2 separate regions of the Bombyx mori genome follow, and region 2 is linked to region 1. A link is a contact called in public Hi-C data. All regions are on one chromosome and are shown on one strand. Each heading gives the region's core, a stretch centred on a gene start, on an enhancer-like site or on the middle of the called end of the contact. The rest is flanking DNA. Distances are from core to core; before and after follow the strand shown.

Region 1 (4,449 bases), core at 1,079-3,578:
ACTGCCAGCATAACGTAAGCTGATTAATGAATGAATGATTTTCTTGTTTCACATGTAATTGAATAAAACAACAGACGCTAGTTCGCCATCAGATAATTCGATCGTTCTTGAACTACACAACTGATCACGAATTCACAATCGTGTTTACATTGAAAAGTAGATAATTTCATTATTGTTTTATGATTCTCAATATATATAATAGCAATTCATTAAAATGTTTTTCTCATACATAGTTTCTGAAACAACTTATAAGTATTGTAAACTTTACCGTGTAATATATCCAAAACTAAAATAGTTCAAATATCAGTCAAACCTCGATAAGCGAGAGTTCAAGGGAGCACAATCTCATTCTCGCTTATAGAGGTTTCTCACTAACCCGAGTTTCTCGCTAGTGCTCTCTTTGAATTTCATTTCGCGATTTTCCGGATTCAAACGCATTCACTATTTTAAGTTTATCACTTAATGGCAGTACTTTCATTTTCCGTTTTGACATGATGCAGATCCGAACTTTCCTTCGCAATTGATTAACGATAAACTGAGTAAGTCTGACAAACAGGACGGTACACAGGCGCACGTGTCCATTCGAAAATAATGCGATAAAATAATAACGTTATTTAATTTCACGAAATAGAATAGGTTCAATATTGACGAGAAAATACAAAAACAATGATAAGAAGTTCCACGAAAGTTAAGAATGAGTCATAAAATAGCAGATGCTAAATTTGTAATTTTTTTTGTCATTTGTTCCTCCTAAATAATATAAATGAATAAAGCTCGACTGTCGCTTATAGAGGTGTAGATAAGTAGCAGTCTCACTTATGGAGGTTAACTTTAGCATGAAATGTCACATCTGTAACTAAGCTTTGCCCTTTTTATATCGGCGCCACATTATATTATTTGCTTATACGTGCGCACGTACGTACAAGGAACAAAGGAAGTTTGGCAAGGCATTGTTCGTACACTCAATTTTCGTCTGCCGTGTAGAGAGACAGCAAATTTGCAATTCAAACATATGGACAATTTGACGCCCACATACTACAAAAATCGTGCTACGATATTTCTGATAGGTACATAATATTATTATTCTATTTACTTTTTTTATTATGAGCTGTAAGATAACGTTTCTAATTGCTTTGTATATACAGATAGTATTAAAATTTACTGAACATGAGAAAAAAAATGTCAATATGAAAAGTATGTTTCTTTTTTTGTAGGTCTTTTGACTACAATCTTACATGAAAGTAAACATTCTGTCTAGTAACAAAAAAAAACAATTAAATCTCGGCCTTGTTTAGAGATGCTACTTTTATTACATCATGAATTTAGTATTGACTCCAATTTTTCCAACTTAATTTCCTCAACTCTTTCCTTTTTTATTCATCAAAAGCACTGGTAGAGCATTGTCTGAGTCTGAACGAGTATATATACTAGATAGTATGTATACTATATTATAATGTCCTACTTATTTGTATCACGGAGCAATTTACTCGGAGGGTGGGATAGCCGTTATTCCAATGTGAATTCTATTAATGCGACCTTGGTGGGCAGCAAGCTCGTTTCTCCAGCCAAAAAATCGCGAAAAACAAATTACTAATTTGCCTTTGACCTTTCCCAGATACTTCGTATTAGCCATTATGGTGGAGCATCAACGTGTGAAAAAAGAAAAATAAACGACCGCATAATAACTATGTGCTTGCTTCACGAGAAACTGAAAACAATACCTATTCAATATGCATATAACGATGCTTTAAGGTAGTACTTGAAAAATACATAACTTTTATTACGTGAGTTTTAAAGCTATAACAAGATACGACTCGACCCATAAATAGGATTTATTATTTTTGCATAATACCTACTACGCGGTTCTGAAAACCTATTAATAAATTTTATGACGTTGTCTTTTTGCATTTTAAGATATGATAATAATTATGAAAATGAACTAACATAGCTATTTGTGTTGCGCGCTATGCAACATAAATGATCAGAAAACAGTTTAGTGTGCTCACAGCTGAAGTGTAGTTTGTGTTTAGACTGATGTGAAAACATAGTTGTACTCTGATAATAAAGAATCAACGTCTCTTTAACTCCGAAACATTTTTGCTACATCATTTAGGTAAATGGGAATCTTCTCTAATTTTTGTTTAATTTTAAAATAGAAAAAAAAAACCATTTACGCCATTCAATCTAACAGCAAAAACAGCAAAAGTATTTTAATTCTGTTCAGAAATAAATATATTAGAAACGTTTTAGTTCTGTTTGTGGAGGTCATTGTGAAGTACAGAAACAAGACTACACATAATGGTTCATGACGTCACACCCATTAAAGTGCGGGTGTGCAAAAGAGATATCCACATGTTTCTCATTACCACATCACTTTACAAATTATTTCGATGTTGTTTTTTTTAATGCTTAAGCGTGTACACCATTCGACGGCTCACCTGATGTTAATTTGATATCTTGAGACAGGTTGTATGACTGTTATCCCAATTTCGGCAGAAATAAGTGATCCATATAGGCTTATATGGCTATTTTTTTGATTTTTATTACACGATATTATTCTTTCATTGTGAATCGTTCGTGAACATGTGTTAAGTGCTTAATCCCTTAGAAAATATTGTACTGACATTTGTAAATTTTTGCTGCACTTGAAACCTGGGAATAGTCGCATAGCTTGATACAAATTTGCCAGATTCTTATCCAATAGTCAAAGACGAATTCGTTTTTGCAAAAAGTCTGTCTCTTTAAATAATATGTGTTTCTAAAATAACGTACCAAAGGGAGAAGAAGGGAACCACCGATACTGTTGCTGGGCGCGATAATTTAAAATTAATTTATATTTTGTCGGGAGGTACAAAGAGATTTTGTTTTGAAATAAAACAGATCGCTGTTCGCTTACGATGTATCAACTCATAATGGGCCTGATAAACCGTCGATACATTTTTAAAAGGGTTTCAGCGCAATCAACTAAAGTTAAACTGTACATGCCAGAAGAGTCTTTTAAATTAATTTTTATTCATATTATATTATAGTATTTAATTTCATTAGTATTATTACGTTTCGTAATCCCGCACCATCACGATTCAGTTTATTTTTGCCGAGAAGTACTCCTGTGTTCTCTGTGCTTAGTGTGGGCTTTTTAACTTTATCGATAGCGTAAAAGTTAACTCAAATTTGTATGGAGTTGGAACGTTTGCCTACGTTTGACGCTAGGGGCGCTGTTCCAACTCCATACAAATTTGAGTTAACGTTTACGCTATCGAGAACGTTACGAAAATCGCACTCAGCACACTGGTTTGAAAAGCTATATCACACACACAAGATTGAATGGTGACACGTAAGTTAAGTCTATGGACTACAATAGCCACTAGGTGGGTCTTGAGCTCGTTTTTACATCTCGACAACCAAAAATAATCGAATTTCTAAACAGTCATTAGTAATGTAACTTATGTCTTAAGAGTGAAAGCTATTTCAAATTGTGTCACTTCTGTGTGAGTGAAAAATGTTAGGACAAATTGTTATCTATCTATCTATCTATCTATCTATCTATCTATCTATATATATAAAAATGAATTGCTGTTCGTTAGTCTCGCTAAAACTCGAGAACGGCTGGACCGATTTGGCTAATTTTGAATTGAATTATTCGTGGAAGTCCAGAGAAGGTTTAAAAGGTAAAAGGTAAAAAAATATGAAAATGCTCGGAATTTAATAAAAATAATAATTTTGTTTTTCCTTTGATGTGTCCCCCGTCGGACGGATTCCTTTTGTTTATTGTAAGTTTATTTTATACAAAAGCTTAGGTCTTTTATTCATCGATTGAGGCACTACGAAGTCTGCCGGGTCAGCTAGTTATACATAAATATTAGATATAAATATAATATTTTTACATACATAAAGTAACAATTTTATTTTTACCATTTAAGCTTAATTAAAACTTGATCTGTACCATCATAAGATCGTAGATATCCATTTGAACACAAGTGGAATAGCTGTCAGAAGCTATCATTGCATAAACCATTAGTATGTGGGATTTAATATACAATTACAAAATATATATACCACACGGATATAAATAGCTTATTTTATATTTATGTACTCTGATATACAGCCATCATTTTCTAGATAAATTGACTCATCGTTTTACATAATATAAAATGCGTAAGATCTTCTTAAATAGTATATACACTACGATATTATAGTCGGCTACCACACTGATGGAAACTGTTATAGTTTTTCTTTTTTTTTATTGCTTAGATGGGTGAACGAGCCCACAGCCCACCTGGTTGTTAAGTGGTTAAGTACATAAGTATGTATATAACCTCTAGTTCACATGACATAGGGAATCCTAAATTGGATCCGGATGACCGTGCGTGATTCGTTCCCAGTTATTATTATTAGTTCCCACTTAAAATATGGGTATATCTTAGTTTTTTTATGTGGTTTTGTATTTTG
Region 2 (4,158 bases), core at 1,236-3,735, 42 kb after region 1:
GTTAACTTTTTTACAATTTCCTTGCAAATTTCACATTATGTAACTCTCTTTCTCTCTCTCTATGTAACATTTGACCTAAATGGATACTTCTCTATGGATACCGAAACAAACGATACGCATCTAAACAGTTCTGTGAAACTGATTGTCACTAAAACGTATTTGCAATTAATAGCTAATGAAAAATATCTGGTCACACTCATTTTTAACTAGCCATCGCAAGTAATTTAAGTATTCAAAAATATATTTTTTAATTAAACTTAAACAAAAGCGCTTTTTTATTGCCATCTAGATTCGGCACCGGATGCAAAGTGGTTACCATCGTTCAGAAACATCGGCAGTGCCAGGGCTGAAGCCCAGCCGCTGTCTAAGCCCACCTTGATATTGCCATGCACTTTGCCTATTAACACCTAAATAATAATGTATCCATTAATTAAGGAGAGCATAGAAAACAAGAGACAAATAACTATTGAATCGTGAAAAATTAACAAAAAAACTGTTGTAGATAAAATAAAATCTGCTAATTAAAATGTTAATATTCGATTTTTTTCCTATCCGTACAATACAATTGGAACAATAGATTAAAAACATTTCATATTTGTTGTATTGTTAGTGACATACAATTGTATTTTAAATAAACTGCGTTCTTCAATTGCTTTATTTTGCCGACGGTACTTGGCGGGCGCCGTTCGTCGCTCAACGCCATTTAATGGCACATTCTTTGGTTATTTAAGCACATTAACGCCTAAGCATGAATCCTGCTAACTTTTTAGATTTCTTCCATCTTCGTCTACCAGAAATATGCTTAAATTTTTAATTTTCGTTTACTTTGTGAACACACTCACACAAATCTATTTATTATTATTTATTTTGTATAATTGATCCGCAAAATATTTATGTAAAAAACATTAGAATTATAAATTTAATTTAGTTAAATCAAAAGGAAATTAATTTACAATAATCTTTGCACAAATCGAAATACATCTTAAACAGTACATATTTTTAAGAATCTCACAAGTGTTACAGAAAAAATAAAGTAAAATAGCTGCAATAGTTTGACTGGTTTATTTAAAACAGTCCTAACTACACTAAAAAAACAAAGTAATAAACATCTTTACTGTCCAAAGCATAGAATCGTTTTGTTTTAATCAAATCAGGTTTTAAGATTGTTTCAAATCCTCATAAGCGCATAAATTTACAAAATGTCTAGATCTACCATTTTATATCTCAAAATGCGAGGAATGTCAACTGACAGACCGTTATCAGTAACACTGGCATTATCTAAGATTACTTGTAAGTCCATAACCAAATAATAATAATAATAAAAATGCAATTAAAAGTCAGTTCTTGAATATTGTTCTGTAGCTGCATCAATGTTTTTTTTATGAAGAGTTATGTAATGTAATAAAAGGCGATCTTCTATTAAAATTCCGAAATCTCAAAGGAAACACGTATGTGTGTTTCAGAATGTAAACACACATATTATGTTATCGTATAGCAATCATGTGAGTAGAAAAATAAAATCGACTGAATTTTCATGGCACCCGATAATTGTGTTAACAATAAATTTAAGAAGCATGCTAAATCGTTTGATAGCAAACAATTATTATACAAGCCTTACGGGTTAAAAGCTAGTAAGCCAAGGTCAAAAGAACGAGTCGTACCTTAGCACGTGCTAAGCGCGGGGCTGACCGGAGACGCCGTGGCTGGACTCCAGGCCGCCTCCTTGTGGAAGACTCGGTCGAGCACCTCCCGAAAAAACCTTAATTTCACACAGATCAAGATAATCGCGAATCGTATCGCGTCCACACAACCCGGCACTTCCACTTCCAGCCGGCCGATCAAAACATTGCTCTCACGGACCTTTTCGACACACAAACTCGATTTGCAAAATTTATTCATCGCATCCGTCGAAAACACCGAATTTTTATGAGCCGCGCTGAAACTTCTCTATGGTACGCGATGTACGTTAGCCGACTGACGGTTTTCGGTATGTCTGTCACTTGTGACGATTGGTGAGTAGTGAGGAAAACACCAGATATGCTGATGCAGCTCGGAAGCCGTCAGGGAAATCGGTACCGCGCGATATAAACGAGTCGGATGCGTGCGCTTGCCGGCCACACCGCCGCGCTGTAAACAGAGTGCGCGCCTCGACAACACACGCACACGTCGATACCGCGTGTACCACACGCACACATGCGCAGGAACTTCTTTGCGCACACTCGGACCAGGAGTATAAATAGCTATCACGTCACCGACAGCCAATCGCGTGCGAGCTATATCACGTTATAACGAACCGCGATCAGTTGAGCCTCATTGATAGATTGGCTACCGCGAGGCGTTTCAATTTGCGATTAACTGAAAGTTTTTGATAAAACTTAACTGATATGGAATCTTAACAGATGGCAACATCGTTGTAATCCTTAGTGTAATTGCAGCTACAAGTGTTTGCAATAACTAGGCGCTTAACTGAGTTGACAGCTTTAACTAATAGTAATATTCTATGTCATAGAAATTGACTTTGGCGCGAATTGTAATCAACAACATTGTTGATGAGAAACATTATCATTAAAACATCGGCAGGAATAATAACGATAATTGTTATTAATGTTGCACAAAATTATTTAACGTTTGACTCTACAATAAGAGAGTTCATGGAATATTCTAGAGTTACTAGTTGTAGACAAGAGCTTAAATTTTTCCCATTTATGTCAAAAAGTCATCAAAACTAAATACATCTAGAAATATATATTTATGGCGCATCTAATCAAGCCACACATAAAAGTAGAAATAGCTCTTTGCCCATGAATAAAATTTAGGAGTTGACCATAACGTTTCATTGAATATACGAACGGTCATTTCAAAGTGAAAACGACTCTATGTGTGAAAACTAAAGCACATATTTCTACGTAATTATTCAATGTATTCATTCGAATAAAAGTTATGTAAGAGTGTAACGAATAGATTGAATAGATTACAGTTGCTGTGTGCAAGTGAATTAATTAAAGATTATTATTATCTTGGACTCTACATTTGGGATTGATAGAGCAATGTTTTTTACAAGTACGCTTTCGATGTCTTGAAGTGACAATTTTAGATTTATTTCTGCACGATAGCGCGACTAATAGTATGAAAAATTGCTTAATACGTGCGCAATGAGCTCTACACGCTAATCTATATATTAATACGTGAAGCAAAAAATTTGTAACCCTTTTTACGAAAATTGCGTGGACGGAGGATTATGAAACTTCCCACACTTATAGAGAATATAGAGAAGGAGTGCTGAATGATAATAGTTTTTTAAATTATGCATAAAAAATACATTAAATAAATAAATAAAACATTACAAACACGACCATGTATTTGACACACACACGTGTGCATACTATTGTTTATTGTCAAACTTTTCTCATTACTTATAGTCTGTGGTCAAATTGAGAATAGATTAAATATTATTTGTCTTTATAAATATTTGTCTAAAGTGTATTTTTGGCGAAGTCTATGATTATAGAAGTCTTTGAAAATAGAATCATAATAGTGTACAAACCTATAACTTTAATTAATTATAGTCCAATTTCGACTACCGGGGGACCACTAGTAAAATTAAAAAGCCCCAAGTAGACTTCTAATGTCCTTGATGTGACTTGTTAAGTTGCCTGTCTTTACAAGCATCTATCTAAATATTCATACATTTTTGCTTGTGGCCTTGCGATATCATGTGTGCTGGTATGATTACGAGTTCGAGATTAAGCACATATGTATATCTATTTCAGATTTACAGAATGCATTACGTGAAAAATGTTTATTAATACTTTTTTTTTATATAAAGATCCTGGCTTTACTGGGACGAATGGATGAACTGGTTGAGCACCAGAAGGGAAATGTTTTCTAATAACTGCCCGAGCTCTCCTCTCAGAGGCGATATAACATCCTAAGGGTCCTGTTTCGTGAATGCTGGATCGGAATTTCGACCCAGATGATCTGGCGAGAAACTCAGTAGGCTTATGTTACGGACTAAGGTACGGACGAATAATATTAACAGTCTTTCTTTCTGCTCTTCTCTATTTATCCAGTGTAGTTAAATGAGCTCATGGTCCTCTTGACATTAAATATTTACCGTTGCTCTTGAACATAGCAAATCGAATGCAGTCACTTAAGACA

Evidence for each region. Hi-C and Micro-C count contacts between places; a contact is called where the count stands out from the background.
Region 2: a Hi-C map of posterior silk gland shows a contact between it and region 1, with 1.5 times the contacts expected there. The contact joins the promoter of LOC101740596 here to the enhancer-like site in region 1. A contact is called at or near these places in 2 of 7 Hi-C or Micro-C datasets (posterior silk gland and whole pupa).

What each region holds. Positions count from the first base shown.
Region 1 is chr18:9,262,678-9,267,126 of ASM3026992v2, forward strand. All of the region lies in intron 1 of LOC101740596 (activating transcription factor 3), which reads right to left. Among protein-coding and RNA genes, the nearest start is that of LOC134200573, 3.8 kb to the left of the region's middle. Within about 2 kb of position 2,329, at least 7 of the 8 cell types and tissues checked have open chromatin away from gene starts, as enhancers often do.
Region 2 is chr18:9,304,866-9,309,023 of ASM3026992v2, forward strand. It overlaps LOC101740596 (activating transcription factor 3), which reads right to left and starts at 2,486. Exons shown (of 7, transcript XM_004928243.5): 1 at 1,662-2,486.